Linked DNA regions of Mus musculus: region 1 is linked to region 2. The links are chromatin contacts, called in public Hi-C maps. All regions are on one chromosome and are shown on one strand. The core of a region is the stretch at or near the end of the contact, and the rest is flanking DNA. Distances in the headings are between cores, read along the strand shown.

The links. A called contact is a pair of places that touch in the nucleus more often than the background predicts.
Region 1: a contact with region 2 is called in a Hi-C map of uterus, with 5 times the contacts expected there. The contact joins two enhancer-like sites. A contact is called at or near these places in 4 of 484 Hi-C or Micro-C datasets (all in uterus) and 3 of 115 datasets of contacts at active chromatin or transcription factors (embryonic forebrain, forebrain and stem cell-derived neural progenitor cells).

The regions. Positions count from the first base shown.
Region 1 is chr16:77,826,135-77,831,341 of GRCm38.p6, reverse strand. No RefSeq gene overlaps it. Among named protein-coding and RNA genes, the nearest start is that of Mir125b-2, 180 kb to the right of the region's middle. Within about 2 kb of position 3,876, at least 32 of the 459 cell types and tissues checked have an H3K27ac peak or open chromatin away from gene starts, as enhancers often do. A contact at or near this core is called in forebrain and uterus, where this site is marked.
Region 2 is chr16:77,592,139-77,597,505 of GRCm38.p6, reverse strand. No RefSeq gene overlaps it. Among named protein-coding and RNA genes, the nearest start is that of Mir99a, 4.1 kb to the left of the region's middle. Within about 2 kb of position 2,780, at least 140 of the 459 cell types and tissues checked have an H3K27ac peak or open chromatin away from gene starts, as enhancers often do. A contact at or near this core is called in forebrain and uterus, where this site is marked.

The sequences.
Region 1 (5,207 bases), core at 2,627-5,126, 230 kb before region 2:
ATTGGTTATGGTGTTCACAGCAGTAAAACCCTAAGACCTGTCAAAATTGCAAAAGTCCTTCTTTGTAGAAATAGAAAAAGCAGTTCTTAATAATAAAGAACTAAAATAGATTGCACTGACCAATGAAATTTTAACTGAAAGAAAATGAGTATCTATAGAAACTTCACACTACCAAATTTAAATATATAATACAAAGCTCTATAATTCAAGCAGTGTGGTACTGGCATAAGTCCAGACCCACTGGACAATGTAACAGGATAAAGAACTAAGGAATAATACATCTATCTAAGGTCAGTTGGTTTTGAGCCCTATACTAACATTACAAAACAGGAAAAGAATATTATTTCAATATGTTATTGGGAAAACTGGTTAGCCATGGGCAGAAAACAAGCCCTAGTTTTACCCACTACACAAGGACAAACTCAAAATGAATTAGTCAGCAATGGACAGCACTTGTGCCATATAAAGGCACTGTACCCATAGAGGTGAGGTTAACATCACTCATCTGAGTAGGCATTTCTCGAGTTTACCCTATAAGTGCACAGGGACACTTGCAAAAGCTGACAAGTGAGTCTGTGTCATTTAAACAGCTTCTGCCCAATAGAGAAAGTCTTAATAGAGTGAAGAATCAAATCCCCCTGGGAAAGACTGAACCCGGAATGGAACGTGTCCTTAAGGACCTCATATCCCAAACAGAAGGAACTCAAAATACTCAAAAACCATTAAAGAAATGTAAAAAGTTGACAAGTGCCTTAAGTCGCTATCTTGCCAAACAAGACAGATAAATCAGTAAAGCATGATTAAAATGTTCACCATTTCTTATTGTTAGAAAAACAAAACTTGACGTTATGATGAAGTATCACTTTTGTGATATTCATTCTGCTATGTTCCAAAGGATCACAGGTGTTAACCTGGAGGTGAAGCAGATGGAGCCCTTGTGCAATGCTGATTTGATAGAGGCATTTTATAAAACGATATGCAAATCCTTTATCAGATGGTAATAATGGAATTATCATATGATCCAGAAATCTCTCTTCCGGAGACTTAAAATCAGTATGCCAAAAGTACTCCTTGTTAATTGACAGGTAATTTAAAATAACCAAGATATGGTAAACATCTAGGTTTCCATCAATGAATGAACAGATTAAAAGGGAATCATGTATATACAATGGAATATTATTCAATCGTAACAAGCCTTTTGTTTGCTTGTTTGTTTGTTTTTGGCATCTGTGAGAACATGGATAAATCTGGAAGATATATTAGCTGAAATAATCCAGACCCAGAGAACAAAGACCACATGAATTCACTTATGTGTGGAATCTAAAACACTTCCCTCAGAAGTAGAGACTAAAGTGAGGATTGTCAAAATCTGCATCTCCACGGATGGAGAGAAGAGACACAATGACCACTAGGCACAAATATTCAGTTCAGTGGGAGGTACTAATTCTGGTGTTCTGTGGGCATAGCATTCACATATTCAGTTCATAGCAAACTATTTTACATTTCAAAATGGATAATAAAAGGGTTATCAATGCTCTTACACAAGGAGATGATGTTGTATTTGATGGATTTGCTGTGAGCTCTCAATTTGATTACTTCACAAGGTTCAAATTAACTAAAATATTAAATTGTGCCCTATACATTTCAAACAACTATCATATACCAATTAAAATAAGGTAAGATAATAAAAATATACATAACTTGCATTTTATGTATCCTTTATAGGATATATAAATCTCTAATAACATATAGAAATTATTCACTTTTATTTAAAGCAATAAATATAGAGAATGTTGTTAGTAACTCTTAAAGTAGCTTAGCTAAAACTTATTTCCTTTAGTATTATTTCCTGAAAACTGTTGGAAATACATTTGTAAATTTAACAACAGGAAAATATAACAAGAAAAATTGTACATCTGGGTAACGATTTTTCATCACCATTTTTATAAGGCCAATTTTTACATTTCCATCCATGTTCACCAGTGTTCCAAAGTGGAGGGCAGTCCTGTACTCCCTTCCAGAGAGCACCATTAATGTTTGCAGATACTGCTTTATTATCGTAGTAAATAAGAGAAATTATAAGGTGGGTGTGGCTGGTCTTTCATAGGTGGAGACCAGAAGCCAAACATTACTTCATGCAGCTAAAAAGAGGCCTCTGGCCATATTGGTGAAAAACCATGAAGCCTCTTTTACATTCATTGTAGGAAAAATTATACTACTCCTTGACATAGTTCTACCTGAAGACCCAGATATACTGCTCCTGAGCATATACCCAACCACAGGGCATGTCCTCCACTATGTTCATAGCAGCCTTATTCATAGTAACCAGAAACTGGATATAACTCAGATATTCCTCAAATGAAGAATGGATACAGAAAATGTGGTTCATTTATACAATGGAATGCTATCAGCTATTTAAAATGAGGACATTATGAATTTTGCAGCAAATGGATGGAACTAGAAAATATCATCCTGAATGAGGATAGACTAGACTGAAAATGACATGCATAGTATGCACTTACTGACAAGTGGATATTAGTCATAATGTATGCAATACCCATACTATACTCCACAGACCTAAAGAAGTTAAAGAGAAGGAAGTGGGGATGCTCCAAGTCCATTTAGAAGGGGGAACAAAATAATCCTGGAGGCAGAGGGAGGGAGAAACATGGATGGGAGAGGGGATGGGGAGGGTAAAGAAGGGCAGGATGAGGTATGGGGAGAGACAGGAGAGAGGCCCAGGGGGTCAGGAGAGTGAATGGAAATGTGTAGCTGCAGGGGTGGGGACATGGGAGGAAGCTCTAGGAAGTCCCAGAGACCTGGTATAAGGGAGGCTAGAAGTCAATGTGGTTGACCTTAGCTGAGATACCTAACATGGGGACATGGAACCTGAAGAGGCTCTTGTACCCAGGCAGGACCTCAAGTGGAGGGATAAGGACACTAACTCACCCACAAAACTTTCAACCCCAAAGTTGCCATCTTTTAAGCAACTGCAGGAACAAAAATGGAGCAAAAACTGAAGGCATGGCTGACCAGTGACAGGCCCAACTTGAGACCCATCCCATGGGCAAGTACCAACCCCTGACATTATTAATGATATTCTGTCATGCTCCCCTACAGGAGCCTTGCTTAAATGTCTTGAGAGGCTCTACCCAGCAGTCTACTGAAACAGATGCAGATACAGCCAAACACTGAATGGAAGTTGGGAACCCTTATGAAAGAATTGGGGAAAAGAATTGAAGGTCCTGAAGTGGGTAGGAACCCCACAGGAAGACCAAATGTGTCAACTAACCTGGACCCCTGCGAACTCTCAGAGATTGAGCCACTGACCAAAGGGTGAAAATAATATGGGCAGGACCTAGGCTCCTGGCACATATGTAGCCGAGGGCTGCCTTGTTTGGCCTCAGTGAGAGATGATGCACCTTATCCTGCACCAGAGTAGGGGGCAGGTCTAGGAGGGGCAGAGGAGAGGGGGAAGGACTCTGTGAGGGGGGAGCAGGAGGGGAGCAGAAACTGGGATGTAAATTAATTAATTCATTAAAAAGGAAAATTCAAATGAAAACAAAAGAAACAGACAAAAAAAACCCCAAAAGGAACAAACAAACAGAACAAACAAAACAAGCAAAACAACTCTCCAAACAAAAACATGAAGACAGAACTAACTCCAAAGGGTTTTGGGAAGTCTCTGAAATGACCAGAGTGTGTAAGTGAAAACGGCTGAGAGTCACTCCTAGACCTTACAAGCTGCAGAGGAGACTTTGAGACAAGCCAGCCTCCTGTTAAAAAAAAAAAAAAAAAAAAAAAAAAGCAAGGCACCAGCCAAGAAGCCTGAGATTAGGAGAGCAGCCAGCTGAGCTGCCTAGGAGAAACAAAGACCAGCTGAGCCTTCTGGAAAGGGGACAGTTGGGCTGTGCAGTGGGCTTCCAGTTCCTAACTTTTATAATCTTTCATCCAGGCTGTGGTCGGCTTTTGTAGTTCAACTCTTTTTCACCATTTTTGCTCCTAGAGCAGCTCCTAACTCATAGTCCTGTAATATAACTCATTGGTTCACCAAAAAACAAAACAAAAACAAAAACAAAAACAAAAAAAGCCAAAACAAACAAACAAAAATCTTTGAACCCTTCTCATAGTCCTCCTTGCTATAACTTAATTGTTTTAGATAACATATTCAATAAAAACTAAAAGCAGCCATAAAATATCTTATAAAGGAATGGCCCAGTCTGGGAATATAGCTCATTGGTATTTTCTAGAATATATGTGACCCTAGATTCAGTTCCAACACTGACAACGACAAGAATATCACCAACAACAAAATGACCACTAAAGAAACATTAAAATGTCTGAGCCACAACAACAAAATAATTCTCTGTGTTCAAACTCAATTTGGCAATGGTAATCATCCCAGAATAACAGGGGCCATGTCTCAACTTGTAAAATGCTTGCTGTGTAAGCATGAAGACTTGGGTTGACATTCTAACACTCAAAGACAGAGACAGGAAATCTCTGCTGTTTACTTGGCCAATCAGCCAGCCCAAAGCAACAAGCGCCGAGTTTCAGTGACAGACTGTGTCTCAAAAAAACCCAAGGTGGAAAGTGATTAAATAAGACATCTGCACTGACTTCTTTCCTTCATTTTAACATCCATACAAGTAGACATAAAACTACCTGTCTATACATACACACAGGCATACACACGCATACAGAAAATCTATCAAATTTATCTATGAAATAGCAAGTATGATGTACTGATAAATCCCTAGTGTTCTAAAAACTATGAGATAGGTTTTATTTACTTTCCAAAATACCCATTCGAAGTATTTAGTATCATCATTTATTTACTAGTTTATCATATACAACCCTGTGTTAGTGATATTCTATCTTATAGTAGCTATAAAGTTTTCAATACATACAAAGGCACTACCGTTGGCTGAGGCTCTAAGTGTTCAATCACATAAGACTGCAAGGGGCATGTCACATTCAAACAAGCTGGAACTAACAAGGGATTTAATTATGTTTTGCTCTATTCCATAGTGTAAACGTTTCCTGTTATTCCTAAGACACGATGCTCTCAAGTTTTGTAGGGGTCTAGTCAATTGATTTATGTGATCGTGCCAATGAGGATGTATTAGCTCAAGTTCGTCTGTTTACCAAAATACTGTGCTTTTCTGAGATTTCCTTTTACATATTTGGACCTCTGTGTTTTGTTT
Region 2 (5,367 bases), core at 1,531-4,030:
TTATTAAAACTGTAGTAAATAATCAACAATCATGCATCCAATTGTAGTAAAAGTATTTCCTTATATATTTATACATTTTATGTTTAAAAAAAAGAAAGAGGAAACACTGGCTGTAGCTTTTATTACTACAAAATATACTTTGACATTATTGTCTTACTAGATATATGGAAAAGATTAAAAATAAACTATGAGCTTATACTTTTCTATCAGATTTTTACTTCCTTTTATAATGTATAACCACTGAGAACATATTTTCCTTTTCATTAAATAGCTTCCTATTCAACCATCTTGTACCTGAATTGTATAAATCAACATACACATATGTCCTCAGAATGATGGACACTGGGCATTGATCACAAAACCAAACAAAAGGTTGACAAAGGCAAGTAATACTGTAAACTCTTGAAGGAAAACCATCAGTGAAAATCCCAAATACGTAGCTTCATAAAGGGAAGGACCATTTCTTATACCAAACACAGACATAATCATTTTCTCTTTAATATTCTAAGATTAATTACTCTCTACATTTGTGCCTTTTCGTTTTACCTGAGATGATTTTCTCCTGTGGTCATTCTCTTCTCTTCTCATATGCACTTTAAGTGTTCCCCTAAAACAACCACAAAAGGAAAAATATCAGACAACTGCCACCTACAGGGATCATCTGTGTAGATTGGGAGCAAAGGAAGGAGGTGGCCGGGAAGACAGGACAATGTCAAAATGGGGGAAAGCCTTAAAAGTCTATTCCTTAAGGCTTGGCAGGGTCTGAGGGCCCCACCCCAGGATACTCATATGACACAGAAATACTTTCACAGTTTGCAGCTACATGTTCATTCTGGTTGGTGTTGCTTTCCCGGGAACAGTTCTCAAAGTGAAAGGACGTGTCTCTTACGGAAGCGACTGGGTTCTTCACAATGAAGGGGTGAAAGCTGAAAAGAGCTTTGGATTTGGCATGGAGCTTAATAAGATAATTAAGAGTGTGGAGATTAATGGCTCCTAAAATAAGATTCAAAATAATGTTTTTTAAACTAAAGAATCATGAAACATGAAAACAGGTTTATCAATATTAATTAAGCCTTTGGAAGTTGGCTTTCTAATAACAAAGGAGGAAGAAGAGCTATTCTGCAAATAATTAGTGAATAATAACCGATAAAGTCAATAAAACATTGCTTCAAATATTATCTTTATATTAGGTCTGGGTAACTGTTAATCCTTTCATAATATAACTGAAAAGAAGACAGAATTAACCAGCTGTATAATATTTCTCTTTGTTTATCCTTGATGTTTATGATATCATGAAATATAATTTTAAAATCATAACAATTATGCTAAAGTTTTCTTCTCATAGCTAATATTATCATGCCAGTTCTTAGTATGAACATTGTAATCTTCATTGATACACACTGCATATCTCAAAACGTTTTTTTCTTTTTAGAGATTTTCTTGCATGTTTAGAAACATTGTTTAGTAAAGAAGTTTTTAAAGGGGGCATATCATTTAACCCTCTACCACTAAAATAGGAAAAGCTGCATTTTGTTACAAGACGTTGACTTGCTCAGCAATTTCCTTCTACAAATAGAGAAAATAATTAGAATGCAATGTATTCACCTGCCGAGCCAAAGCAACTCTGAACTTGAAAGCAAGTTTGTACAGACTTTCCCCACCACAACAGTGAAGGGCAACTTCCAACGCTTCCCAACTGCTCTAGGGCAAATTCTTTTTCCTTGTATTTTTAGAAGTAGAATTATTAAGGAACAAGCTATTTTTTTTACTTCGCAACGGAGAATCCGCTCTGTTTATTCCCATCTCTCCTCTACTGAAACCGGCATGAAAAGAAATTTTATTTAGCATTATATGGATGCATTTTTGAAGCAAGATCTCTTTTTAGAACTTCGAGAAATTTCTTCTTTTGCATTTAAAATTAGGAGTCACAGAAAAGGTTTTACTTTCCTTACTACTACTGATTCCCAAGCCCGTTTCTCCACAAAATATATTACTGGACACAAAAATCAGAGATAACACACACTACTGTCTGCCTAAAACTTCTGTGAACAACCAAAGCAGGAGCTTATGTCTATAGAGAGTTTTCTTATTCCAGTTTAGTGTCTACGCTAATCACGATTAGAGTAAGAAAGCAAAAGAAAAAAGTGTAAAGTGGGTAATGAGTTAATAAGAACAAATTGAAACTGCAAGGAGTCTAATTTATGGAATAGAAAGCGTAAAAAGAAACAAAAAAAAAGTTATACCTGGTATGAAAGTGCGGGTTCACCAAGTGCAATGTACTGCTCTTAGGCCATTGTTTTTTGAAATAATAACAAAAATAAATAAATAAAAGAAAGAAGGGTCATAGATTTGTGTTGCCTTCCAAGCTGCTTAACGAAGCCCGATGTCTCAGGAGTTAGACAAACCAAAGTTTGCTTTTTTGGGTTTGTCTCGGTTTGCATTTTTGGTTTGTTTTTGTTTTCACGCAGGCATTCCGCATCATTATCAGTATTTTTCAGCACTCTGGCGAATACTGAGAAGCTCAGGGTTTTTGTTTGGTTTGGTTTTTTGTTTTTGTTTTGGATTTTTTTTTTTTCTGTTTCTTCTGGGCTCCCGGTATTTCTCAGAGAAGGAGGTCCAGAGGGCTTGTCTTCATTCTCTTCCTTCTCCATATTCCAGGCACAAAGCACTGCGCAGAATCTGCACCAATCGTTGCCACCGACTGGCAGCAGAATGGTAGAAGGTGGGAGAGTCCCGGAATCCTTCCAGGCTGACTTGAGAAACGAGGACTGCACACGTTCGTCTCCCGAACCGAAGGGGTGAAAAGGCTGGGTGCCAGTTTGCTACTCGGCTGCAATGATCTCATGCTCACTGCTCTGTCGTCCTGTCCGACCAGTTCAAATGCCTGTTCATTATAAACCAAATACATACATACATAAATAACCCAAACTACTTGAATTCTTCAGTAACCAAAAGAAGAAAAAAAAAAGGAAAAAGAAAAGATATTAACATAAAAATTAAAAAACAAAACAAAACAGCAGTCAGGAAAGGTAAAAAAAAGAAAGAAAGAAAAGAAAACAAAAGAAAAAAAGCACATACAATTTAGGATTCACTTGTTATGCCTCAATATTCTGTTATTATTTTCCTTTTCTCTCTCTCTTTAGAGATAAGCAGCCGAATTTATCAGGCGTGAAAGGGACAGCCTCCTGGTGGCCTGCCAAAAGCCCAGAATAAAGACGAGGTTGTGCTTCAAAGCTCAGTTGCTTGCTGAGACTGGCTAAAGTCAAGTCTTAAGATCCACCATTTTCTGATCCTTGCTAGAAAAGAAGAAAAAAGTCAGGGCCGTTTGCTGCTTCCAAGTCTCCGTTGGCACCATCACAAAATCTCAGTCGTCAGGTCACATGATTCTCTGCCAAATGTAGAGTGAGGCATTCCCATCAACCATTCTGCTGATACTGCGAAGGCAGCTATTGTCTCGTTTAGACCCAAAGTTCAGCCCACTCTTCATTGAATTAGCTGAAAAACGCATCACCTTTGGGGGCTGGGAGTCATGGAAACGTCTACCTGGCAAGCTGCCCACTTTTTCTGCCCATCAACCAGAGATGGGATTGTGCTGCTTAACGCAGTCATGACTTGGAATGTGAAGAGTGGTCCAAAGTGAATCTCATTCTTACAACGCCTGTTTCATTTGCACAGAAAACTCTGGCTCATAGGAGAGAGGGAGAGGGAGGGGAGGGGGAGAGGGAGAGAAGGAGGGAGAGGGAGGGAGGGTGAGAGAGAGAGAGAGAGAGAGAGAGAGAGAGAGAGAGAGAGAGAGAGAGAGAGAGAGAGATCTTTCCTACAAAAAATTAGCAAATAAAGGTCTGAACATGCTTACTTTGCAACTTTGTTTCTCAACGCACCCGAATGGTTCTCAAACCGGAAGACTGAATGCCCTGCCCTGCGAGTTTTCGTCATTAAAGGCATATCTGTTTTCTTGTCTTTCTTTCTTTTTTTTTTTTTTTTGTAAACGCAACAAGCCTAGCACATTTGTTTTATTCTCCCACTTTAAGACTTTGAAACAAAACCAAACCTCCCAGTTTTCCTTTTTGCATTTTTATTACTTTCTGATTTTTATCTAGCACCAATTTTGTGCTACATGGCCACAATATCCACTAGCAACAGAGATGCATTATTGCTACCATCTCCAACAAAGTGGTCCCTTGAGAGGATGGGGTGTCTCTTCCAGCAGGCAAACCCCTGCAATTGGGTCTTGCGATAATCCCCATCACTACCTAGCACAGCTGCTATGCAAGTTTTCGGAGATTGACACATGTGAGAAGTGTTCTTTCTGTTCTCTGACTGGCTGCGGGTTGCCTGTGTGGCATGAAAGATGCCTTTGAAAGATTCAGGGAGCATATCAACAGCTCTTAGGCAATAAAATGAACAGCTTCCCCCTCCCTGGTGAATTTCCATTCTAGCATGCAATGAGATTTTTTTCCCATGTACAAACATTTCCATACTTCCTAACAAGAGTGGAGTGAATTCAATCTTTAAATATTCCCTTAAGCAGAATGTTAAGCCAAGTAGCAGAGCAAGCATCGTTAACATATAAGTCAAAATTCAGAGGACAATGCAGAAGACCTACATTTTCATACATGATTGAAAAATTTGTAGTGATTGTATATTAAAGTCACTTATGTTTGTAGTAAGTCTAGAATTATGTTCATTGCCTTATCTGAGTAATGGATCCATGTCCCTCTCCAGGAATGCACATATATTAAATATTATTTGATAGTTAAAACACGACTTGCCTAAACATTATTTGTGAAAGTCAGAACTCGGAAACATCCCATCAATGGATTTAAAGGTTATTATCTTATTCACGAGGTCACTTTAGGAGCAGTAAGGGGTGAATATCACATGCCCATATGGGAAACATCACAAAATCCGGCCTGTCTGTAATTGAAAACTGCACGAAGTTCTACACAGTAGAACTTGACCTTAAACATGTGCTGAAGTTTGCGATTGTTTTTCTCCTAGACTGAAAAATCCTGGGCAACGTTTTCTAGAGTCTTAACCACAGCACTAAAGAGTGTTGGGTAGGGAGAATTGTACAATGCATATTTAAAGCCCTGTATGTTCAGGATGCACAAAATAGGTGACAGACATAGAATGAGAAGTGTAAATTTGTAGTGACCGTTCAGTTATGCGGCAATTAAGCACTAGTGTTTGATAGGTTTTACACTGGGTATAGGGGACTAGCGCTAGAGACTCCTATGAGGTGTCATTCAGTAAATACTTTTAAATAAGAAAAGCCCGTGGTAAAGTAGCTAAGTTGGTATCCAGAGGAAATTTATTAAGGTGAAACTCTTTATGAAACAAGCAGGAAGATATTGAAGAACAGAA